Linked DNA regions of Ovis aries: region 1 is linked to region 2. The links are chromatin contacts, called in public Hi-C maps. All regions are on one chromosome and are shown on one strand. Each heading gives the region's core, a stretch centred on a gene start, on an enhancer-like site or on the middle of the called end of the contact. The rest is flanking DNA. Distances are from core to core; before and after follow the strand shown. Region 1 has its middle 41 kb from the start of SBDS. Region 2 overlaps CRCP (CGRP receptor component).

The links. A called contact is a pair of places that touch in the nucleus more often than the background predicts.
Region 1: a Hi-C map of liver shows a contact between it and region 2, with 2.0 times the contacts expected there. The contact joins two enhancer-like sites. A contact is called at or near these places in 5 of 16 Hi-C or Micro-C datasets (blood, liver and tail adipose tissue).

What each region holds. Positions count from the first base shown.
Region 1 is chr24:28,799,542-28,805,072 of ARS-UI_Ramb_v3.0, forward strand. No RefSeq gene overlaps it. Among named protein-coding and RNA genes, the nearest start is that of SBDS, 41 kb to the right of the region's middle. Within about 2 kb of position 1,285, at least 2 of the 54 cell types and tissues checked have an H3K27ac peak or open chromatin away from gene starts, as enhancers often do. A contact at or near this core is called in liver, where this site is marked.
Region 2 is chr24:28,513,145-28,518,672 of ARS-UI_Ramb_v3.0, forward strand. All of the region lies in intron 5 of CRCP (CGRP receptor component), which reads left to right. Among named protein-coding and RNA genes, the nearest start is that of CRCP, 30 kb to the left of the region's middle. Within about 2 kb of position 1,772, at least 15 of the 54 cell types and tissues checked have an H3K27ac peak or open chromatin away from gene starts, as enhancers often do. A contact at or near this core is called in liver, where this site is marked.

The DNA.
Region 1 (5,531 bases), core at 35-2,534, 290 kb after region 2:
GTGGAGTGGCATATTGTCGCCGTTTAGTCACTGTTGCGACTCTCTGTGATGCCATGGACTGTAGCCCCCTGGGCACCTCTGTCCATGGGATTTCCCAGGCAAGAACACTGGAGTGGGCAGCCGTTTTCTTCTCCTGGGGCACTTTCTGACCCAAGGATGGAACCTGCATCTCCTGTATTGGCAGGAGATTCTTTATCACTGAGCCACCAGGGAAGCTCTGGAGTGGCATGTTTAAAGAGTTAGAAGGAAAAACTGCCACCCAAGAATTCTACACGCAGAAAGACTATCCTTAAAAAATGAAGTTGGAGGAGATCAAGATGGCGGAACAGGACGACACAAGCTCACCCACACCCTTGAGCACATCAAAAATGCATGTGAGGTGGAGAACGGCAAAGGACACCTACCACCGAGGCTGTAAGAGATTCACACAGGATCAGGCAGGAAGGAAAGAAAAGTGATCGGGGTGATCTGCACCCCTGGGAGTGGACACAGAAGAGGCGGGCAATTACATGGCCTTGGAGATGGCCCCTGGAGACACTGGGCAGGCTTGGGGGCCTGGCCCTGGGAGAATGAGTCTCCTTACCTAGTTTGGGAACCAGTGGGGCAGAGAGCAGGGCAGTAAGAAACTTAGACTGTTCCTGAAGGGTGCACACACCTGCTGATTTCCAAAAACCAAGGCGGAAGAAACAGATTAAAGCTGTTTGGGACCCTGGCCAGTTTCTCTCAAAGGTCCCAGTTGTGCCCCAGCCCGAGCTGAGAGTCTGCCCCGGCCTCTCTTGCCCCGTGGCACAGCTCCACACTAGGGCAAAGGCTGCCCCAGCTGAGGGGGCTGCACGGCCAGTTCCGACCCAATGCAGCACGTAGACAGATGAGGGAAGGCATTTTTGGTGCTTCTGGAGGCAGGAGATGGGGAGTGAACAGGAACTCTGACTGGTGCAGGGGCTGCCCCAGCCCGTGCTCCAACCCACACAGAGCGCCCACTCCAGCCCCTCTTGCCTAGCACTGCTCCCTTTAGGACAAAGTTGCCAATGCTGGGAGCAGGGAACGCACACACAGAGGGAACAGAGACAGCGTGGACTTGATCCTCAGGACTTCTGCTCTAGCAGCGTGGGGACTGACCCCATACCCAAAAGGGATGTGCTGGTCACTGATAGAAGAGATGCCCCAGCTCACACCAGGCTCCAGCCCTAGGCTCTCGGTTTCTAGCCTCGCTTCCTATCAAGGCGCTAACTGCCAGCACACCCTGGGGTGGTGACTTGTGCCCGCGCTTCCACTAGGTGGCGCTAGTGGGAGAGAGCCAACCTGCCAATGCAGGAGACAGGAGACGCGTTCCACCCCTGAGTTGGGAAGACCCCATGGAGGGGGGCAAGGCAACCCACTCAGTATTCTTGCCTGGAGAATCTCATGGACAGAGAAGCCTGGCGGGCTACAGTCCATAGAGTTGCAAAGAGTCGGACACGCCTGAGCGAGCTAGCACCTGTGCACGCATGTCAGACCCAGCTCTTCCAGAAAAGCCGCTGGGTACACACAGACTGCACAGGGTTGCTCTCACACAAGACCAGCACAGGTAACCGTTTCACCTAATTCCAAGGAGACAGAGACATTTAATCAAAGTGAGAGGACAGAGGAATTTGTTTCAAAAGCAAGAACAAGAAAAACAACTAATGAAACAGATAAATAATTTACAAGAAAAAAAGTTCAAAGATTTAGTAATAGGAATGCTTACTGATATAGGGAAAAGAATAGATGAACACAGTGATAATTTTAATAAGGAGTTACAAAATATAAAAAGAAAATCCAGTCAAATCTGAAGATTACAATAACAAAAAAACAAAGGAGTTAACAGCAGACTACGTGATACAGAAGAATGCATAAGTGATCCGGTAGATAGAATAATGGAAATCATCCAATCAGAAAAAAGCAAAAGAAATGTGAAAAATGAGAACAGTTTAAGGGACCTCTGGGACAACATCAATTGTACCAACATTTATATAATAAGTGGTCCCAAAAGAAGAAGAGAGAGCAAAGGGTCAAAAATGTATTTGGTGGACTTATGGGTGAAAACACCCTGAATCTGAAGAAGGAAGCAGATATTCAGGTACAGGAAGTACAGAGGGCCCCAGAAAAGATGAATCCGAAGAGATCCATGCCAACACATATCATAATTAAGATGGCAGAAGCTAAAAAGAAAATTCTAAGGGGATCGAGAGAAAAAGAGTCACTTTTGTTTAAAGTGAAAAGTGACAGTCACTCAGTCGTGTCCAACTCTTTGTGACCACATGGACTATACAGTCCCCAGAATTCTCCAGGCCAGAATGCTGGAGTGGGTAGCCATTCCATTCTCCAGGGGATCTTCCCAACCCAGGGATCAAATCCAGGTCTCCCGCATTAGAGGTGGATTCTTTACCAGCTGAGCCACCAGGGAAGCCCAAGAACACTGGAGTGGGTAGTCTTTCCCTTCTCCAGGGGATCTTCCCAACCCAGGAATCGAACCGGCAGGCAGCTCCTACTAGAGCTAGGAGGGAAGCCATCTAGAATGGAAGGACATATAAAGAACTTGTCAGACAAGTAAAACCTGAAAGCTAATCAATACTAAACCCACCCTAAAAACCATGTTACAGGGTCTTTCCTAAGTGGAAAAGAAAAGGCTGCAACAAGAAATAAGAACCCCTGTGGGAATTAAGATCCCACATGCGAGGGGCAACTAAGCCTGTGTGCAGCAACTACAGCACCCACGCCCTCTGGAGCCTGTGAGCCACAACTTGAGAAGCTTGTGTGCTCCAACAGAAGACCCCGCCTGCTGCAACTAAGACCTGCCACAGCCATAAATAAATATTAAAAAACACAAAACCCCGTATGGTATTGGCCCAAAAACAGACATATAGATCAGTGGGACAGGATACAGAGCCCAGCAATAACTCACACACTTATAGCCAATCGATCTATGGCAAAGGAGGCAAAAACATACAGTGGGGAAAATGCAGTCTCTTCAATAAGTGATGCTGGGCAAACAGGACAGGTTCATATAAATCAATGAAATTAGGAAATGTTCTAATTTTCTCACACCATATACAAAAATAAACTTAAAATGGATTAAAGTCCTAAATTTAACACATTATTGACCAGGGAATTTTCGCAGAAACTAACACCTGTGGCCAGCGATTTTTATGTAGGTGAATACTAAATCGTCTCTGGTCAATAACGTTTGGCTGACAAAAGATGTTTTAATACATCACCAGCCAATAATGTGTTAAGACTGGAAACCATAATACTCCTAGAAGAAAACATAGGCAGAACACTCTTTGACATAAATCAGAGCAGTAGTTTTCTGGATCTGTCTCCCAAGGAAAAGGAAAAAAAGCAAAAATAAACAAGTGGGGGCTAATTAAACTTTAAAGCTTTTGCACAGCAAAGGAATCTATCAACAAAACAAAAAGACAGCCTGCTAAATGGAAGAAAATACTTGGAAGTGATATGACGATAAGGGTTAACATCCAATATATATAAACACTTCATATAATTCAATATCAAACCTGATTTTTAAAATGAGAAGACCTGAATAGACATTTTCCCAAAGACATACAGAGGGCCAACAGACACATGAAAAGATGCTCAGCATCACTAATCACCAGAAAAATGCTAATCAAACCCACAGTGAGATATTACCTCACACCCATCGGAAGAGTTACCATCAAAAAGGATCACAAACAAATGCTGGTGAGGATGTGAGAAAAGGGAACTCTGGTACACTGCTGGTGGAAATGTAAATTGGTCCAACCACTGTTGAAAGCACTATGGAGGTTCCTCAAAAAGCTAAAAGCAGAACTACCATATGATCCAGCAATTCCACCACTGGGTATATATCTGAAGAAAAGAAGACACTAATTCCGGAAGATACATGCACCCCAGCGTCCATAGCAGCGTGACTCACAACAGCCAAGAAGTGGAAGCAACCTCAGCATCTGTCAACAAGTGAATGGATGAAGATGTAGTGCACACACACACACACACAATGGACTATTAGACAAAGCAAATTCTCTATGTTAACACTTATATTTGTAATCTAAAAAAAATAAAACAAATGAATATGGACAAATCAGGAACAGATGCAGAGAACAAACTACTGGTTATCAGTGGGGAGAAGGAAAAGGTTTAGGGGATTATGAAACAAACTGCTACATAGCAAATAAATAAGCTACAGAGCACAGACAACCTTTTGTAAGAACTTCAAGTGAAGTATATTTCATACTATGAAATGTAGTATAAAAAGTTTATACTATAAACTATAAAAAAGATTATACCATACTACAGAAGTATACTATACTATAAAACTTATACTATACTATAAAAGTTTGTAATATGAAATTTTTGAATCACTGTGTTATACCTCTGAAACTAATTTTGTAAATCAATTACATTTCAGTTTTTAAAAAAATGACTGAATGATGATTAAAACGGGAAAAAGGGACAAATCTTTCACATGGAATTCCAAATAATGTGTGTAAATGCTTGCTTGCTGACCCTTTCTGGGAGATGGAGCTTAATTCCTTTTCCCTTGTATATGATCTGGGTTGAGTGATTCACTTCTAAGGAATAAAGCTCAAAAAGAAAAAAAGTACATGGAGAAACCTAGCAGATACAATCTCTTAGCCTATTGATTAAGGTTATATTGCCATTAATGTTGTGCTGTCAATACCCTAATATGATGTGTTAAGAAGGGTATTTCACTTTGAAGTAGTCTTTCCAAAAACATATAGCCCCATTCTAATCACAAGAACACAACAGAAAATTTGAAGGACATTCTACAAAATACTTAGCCAGTATTCTTCAAAAGTGTTAAGGTCCTCAGGATATGAATAGATTGAAAAACTGCCACAGGTTGGAGAAAGTTAAGGGGACACATGATAAATAGATGCTAGGAGTATCCTGGGTTGGGTTCCAGAACAGAAAACAGCTCTTAGTGGAAAAACTAGGGAAACTGGAACAAATTATATCACTTCATTGATATTATAGTATTTTGCTAATGATAATTTCTTAGTTTTGACAAGTGTGCCACAGTTGTTCGATGTTAATATCAGGGGAAGCTGGGTGAAAGGTATATAGGTAGGAACTGTCTACTGTCTGCAACTTTTCTGTAAAACTAAAATTATTCCAAAGCAAAAAAGTGTTAAAGAATGAGAAAGATGTCTATGGAATGATATGGAGAAAACTCCAAGACATTAGTGGAAAAAACCCAGGTGCAGAATGACAGGCGGTGTTTGCTTTCATGTCACTGTAAATGCTGAGGCTGCTTTGGGAGGACACCTCTCAAGGCTGGTCAGAGCGTTGCCTCAAGGGGAGGGTAGATGAGTGGGGGCGGGGACAGGAGTGGGACGGAGACCTTTTGCTTTAACTTTTGTACCTTTTGAGTTTTATACCATGTATAGAAAGTAAGTTATATAAAAGGTGGGTAGGAAAATGGCAGTTGGGTGTCCTCGCTGGTGGTCCAGTGGTTAAGACTACCCACTACCACTGCAGAGGGTACAGGTTTG
Region 2 (5,528 bases), core at 522-3,021:
CTCCTTTCATTCCAGAACTCCAAAGACGCAACTGTTAGAACTCTGATAATTTTTCTACATATTCCCAAGGCTTTGTTTTTATTGTTGTTGTTTTTTAAAGACTAAGTTTTAAACTGAAATATGGTTGATGTACAGTGTTGTATAACTTTCAGGTGTACAGCATATTGATTGAGTTATCCATATATATATATATGTTCTTTTTAGATTCTTTTTCATTATAGGTTATTGCAAGATATTGAATATAGATCCCTGTGCTGTATAAGAGGTCCTTGTTGTTTATTTGTTTTATATATAGTGAATGTGTATCTCTTAATCCCAAATTCCTAATTTACCCCTCCCTTCCTTTGGTAATCGTAAGTTTGTCTTCTGTGTCTGAGTCTTTTACTGTTTTGTAAGTAAGTTTATTTGGGACCTTTTTTTTTTTTTTTTTTAAGATTCCACATGTGATATATTTGTCTTTGACTTACTTAGTGTGATAATCTCTAGGTCCATTCATGTTGTTGCAAATGGTATTTCATTCTTTTTTATGGCTGAGTAATATTCCATAGTGTGTGTGCGTGCGTGCATGCATGCGTGAGTGTGTGTGTGTGTGTGTGTGTGTGTGCGCGCGCGCACACACCATACCTTCTTTAACTGTTCGGCTCTTGATGGTCACGTGGTCCCTTTTGGGACTTTCAAAATGTGTATGTTGGTTCATCACGTGGTGTTCCAGGCTTTATTCACTTCTCTTTAATCCTTTTTTCTGTTCAAGTTCACTGACTCTTTGTTTGGCCTGTTCAGATCTGCCTTCGAGTCCCTCTAGTCATTTTCATGTTAGTCACTGTGCTTTGCAGCTCCAGAATTTCTCTTTGTTTCTTTCTGTCTCTTTATTGATATTTCCATTTTGTTTATGCATTGTTTTCTTGACTTTCTCCACATCTTTTAATTCTTGGAGCATCTTTAATGTTTTATTTATTTTTGAGATGGTTGTTTTAAAGCCTTTGTCTAGTAGACTTTTTATTGGGTTTTTTTCAGAGACTGTTAATTTGTTTATGTATTTGCCTGGGCTATACTTAACTGTTTCTTTGTTTACCTTGTGAATTCTTTGTTGAAAACTGGATACTTGATCTAATAAAATCGTAGCTCAAAATCAGATTTTCTTCCTTTTCCTTAGGCTTTCTGACTTTTGTTTATTGTTTACTATTTTTGTACTGTAGTGGGTTGTTTCTGTGCTGAGAGTCAGCTTGAGGTATGAACTCAAGGTCTTCTCAGGTCTCTTCTGAGTGTGCGCCTTTCCCTAGGCATGCACAGTCTCTCTCTGATTTTCCCCACATATGAGCTTTTAGGGGAAAAGAAAAAAGGTGGAAGGGGGAATGAACACCGGATTTGTAAACTCTTTCTTGACCCTTTAGAGCCTGCTGCTGCTGCTAAGTCGCTTCAGTTGTGTCCGACTCTGTGCGACCCCATAGCCGACAGCCCACCAGGCTCCCCCGTCCCTGGGATTCTCCAGACAAGAACACTGGAGTGGGTTGCCATTTCCTTCTGTAATGCATGAAAGTGAAAAGTGAAAGTGAAGTTGCTCAATGGTGTCCAACTCTTAGCTACCCCATGGACTGCAGCCCACCAGGCTCCTCCATCCATGGGATTTTCCAGGCAAGAGTACTGGACTGGGGTGCCATTGCCTTCATTAAAGGTTGTTTCCCGAGAGACATGAACATGCCAGGGCTCTAACATACCCTTGCAAAAGCTCCAGGCAGTGTTGTTCTGAAAACAACCAGTAGAGGGGGCTGCAGGCTCCTTTCACTGTAGCTGGGTCTGGCTCCTCTGGAAGCAGGCAAACTATCTACAGCCCATTGGAATTCATCTGGCCTCAGTGCCTTATGACTCAGGGGGCTGCTTGCCACAGGCTATCAAGACCTGGATCACTTGTGCTAGCCAGTGCATTTTAAGACAGGAATCACGTGGGTAACAGAAACTGCTGAAATGCTCTTTAATTCTTTTTTCTGAATATCCCCTGCTAGAGTTTTTCTCTTATCCTTTTTTCAGGAAGAGGAGATTCAAGATAATAGCCCCTTAATGACCTGGTTCTAGTACTACAAACTGGGGCTCCATTAATTTGCTTAAAAACCTCCACTGCTGAAGTTCTTGAGAGTTTGATAGGAACCATGTTTTATTTGACTTTAGGTGTCAAAGTCCAAGAGTAATCTGGAGGCAGCAAAGCTCAGGGTAGATAGATGGGTGCAGGTTTCACTAACATCTGGAATGTGGTTACTCTGCTTAGAGAGCCTGGAATCTCGCCCCTTGTCTCCCTGCTGTGTGAACAGTGTCTCTCTCTGGAACGTCTCCTGCAAGTCATTGCTACTCTAGCTCTTTGTTTTCAACTCATGTTTGTCTCATGGTAGGTTTGTCTTAGTAAGGATACAAAGATGAATAGCTACAATGTAAGTGCTATGGCAGTTGGGACATAGCAGAGAGACACTGAAGTGTCAGAATTTGAGTGTATCATTTTGCCTGTGGGAGGTGACACTGGGTTTTCATATAAGGTAATAGCCAGATATAAGTGAGCACATGCTTTCTAAGCAGAGGGAACATGATATGCTGGAGCCTGTAATCAGGAAGTACTTCCTGTGTAATATTTGCAGTTTCATTTGATTGGAATATGAGTGCTTAGGGGACATGAAGGCATTTGAACCTAGAGAGACTGACAAACAGGAGATGTCAGTGGGTTCTGAAGGTTGAACTAAGAAAGTTTAAAAACTGTGTGCGGACAGTGGGAAGATTAGAAGCAGGATAATGAGATGACCAGATTTTTATCTTTTAAAGGGTACTTTGTTTGTAAGAATGAAGGTAGACTGAAAAAGTGGCAGACGCTTGAGGACAGAGGCCTTTGCCCTTTAGCCAAGAAGAATTGAAGTGGCTGTAGAAATGGTGAGGGTGGGGACTGGGGACAGATACCTTGAAAGAAATAGAATCAGTAATTCTTGGTGTCTTAATATGGGCAGTGGGTGAGAGGGAAGACTTGGGGATGATTCTGGCCTGTGTATTTGGCTCTTCACCAAGATGAGAAGTACGGAGAGAGGAACTGGTTTATTGGGAAAGGTAGTCAGATTGCTTTGGGATAGGTTGAGTTTGAGGTTTGTCTGGGGTGTTTAGGTGGCAGTTGGTTACAGAGGTCTGGAGATCAGCTCACTACATGAAGACATGAATTTCTTTGTTCTAACCTGTAATGGCAGATGAGATTGTGAGGTTTGGATGAAGAACTCAGTAAAGATGAAAGATGGCACCATGGGAATGCCACAGAGGCAAGCGGAAGAGGAAACCTTCCACTTGTAAAGAGATGAGGGAATAGAAAGATAGGTGAATCAGGGAAGAATGGTGTGTGGAAGCTGCAAGGGCAGATAGTTATAAGGAGGGAGTGACCAGCAGTGTTGGCTACCGCAGAGACAGGGAAGGACAGGGCAGAGAAGCCCTCCAGAGTGATCAGTGTGGAGCACTCTGGGCCCCTAAATGAGAACAGTTCTGGTGATCATTTGGGGCAGGAGCTAAAGTGCAGTGAATTAAATGAAGGAGAGAAAGTAGAAATGATAAAAATGAGCCTCTGAAGTCAGGGGGGGAATGTTTGGAACCCCCATCCCCCAAAATGGAGCCTACAGTACATGTGGTCCTGTGACTTCAGCTGGGCTCAGCTCCTGGGGTGCACAGCAGAGAACTTGCTTGGTTGGTCTGACTGCCTGACCTGCCTGCTGCGAGGTCTGTCCTCTGACCTTTATGCACCAGGGGCTGCACAGTCCCCGCTGTGTCCGCTGCTTTTCCTGGCACCTCGTGGTATCTGTCTGTGGCCTAGTCTGTGACTGTTGGCCCTTTAGGTTCCATAGTCCCATGGCTTAGTGCCGGTGAGAGGAGGGTATCATTCAGGTGCCAGATTCGATACTGAGGCTACTGCTGGCAACGTTCCTCCTCCACTGCCAGAGAGTCCACCCCGTGCTGCTCAGCTTGCAGTCCTGAAGGGAGCCTGGGTTCTTGTAATTCAGCAGAATGGAAGTTTCTCCATGGGTGGCTCAGAGGGTGGCTCCACCATCTGGTGAGGAACCAAGGCCACCTCTGTGCCAGCAAAGACATCACATAGCTTCTTATAACTTCTTTAGTCATGTTAACCTGCAGTTGTAGTTTAGACACGTGTTGTTGGGGTATCTTTCTGGGGCCCAAACTTTAAGTCACTTTTCAAACTGAATAAGGAACCGTGTATGTTGTGGTGGCAGTACCTCCCTGAAGGTTGATGTGAAGGAGGTTCTTGTTCATAAAATGAATGTGGCTGAAGCAGCCCTCAGGATCTTCCTTTAGTTCCTCTGGAGTAATACTGTACCATACTGGTCTTTGCTTTTAGTAGTAACACGTGACATTAGGTTTGCAGAGGACTTCGATCTTCTAATTAAAGTCATCAGATTTTTCTGCTTAATCTTTAATCTCCTGTAAGTCTTTGATTTATTTTTATTTATGTTGCTTGTTACGACTGAAACATACTGGTTGTCTGCCTTTTCCTTTCCACCCTTTGCTCTAATCCCACCCTTCACCCGAGTCTAATGTTCCCTCCCAGCAGTCTCCATTGACTCTATGGTGCAGGACAGAAAGCAGTCAGACCCATTTCCTTCTCTCCTTGCACTTCTCCTGCTTGTCATTTCTTAAAACTTATTTATTTCTGGCTTCACGGGGTCTTCGTTGCTGCACACGGGCTGTCTCTAGTTGTGGTGAGTGGGGTTCCACTCTAGGTGCTTGGGCTTCTCATTTCGCAGAGCACAGGCTTAGTTGCCCTGTGTCACATGGAATCTTTCTAGACCAGGGCTCGAACCTGTGTACCCCTCATTGACTGGGCAGGTTTTTAACCACTGGACTGCCAGGGAAGTTCTCTTTGTCATCTTTTACCTAGTCTTTCACAAGGATCCTCTGAGACCCGCTCTGTGCCCTGAGCACCGGCTCCACTACTTCTACTTTGGATCGCCTTAGACAGATGTGGAGAGTGCCTTTGGGACCCTCTTCAGAGACTCTCTCCATATACCTGAACCAAACCCAGATTTGCTTTGGTGCCAGAAAAACTGACCTTTGTCTGGTATCAAAGCATATCAACATAAACCATACTGAAAACAGTTTAAAATATGAGGGCAACACGGAGGGTGCCTTTCAAAAGCCTGGTGACTTTAGAGCGCAATTAATTTAGAGCCAAATTTTTAGAGTTTTCAAATCACAAACTGATTACCATTTATTGTTGGAGTGCCTGGTGCGGCTGCTCATGGCTCCCAAGAATTCCTAAGCTGGGTTAATGGGGTCATATTGTGAATGCCTCCCTCCAAAATGACTTGAGTCCAGTAAAAGCTCATTAGGGCTAAGAATATTTTGGGATCCTTAATCTTTTAATTTTTGTTTTCCAAAATTGGATTTTGCTTCGCCTTGTAACTTCGGTTCCCCTAAGCTTTGCGCTCTCTACCTGTTGTGTTTGGCTGCTGTGGAGCTGGTGCTGCCTGTCTCTAGCTGCACCAGAGGTGCACGTCTTGTGG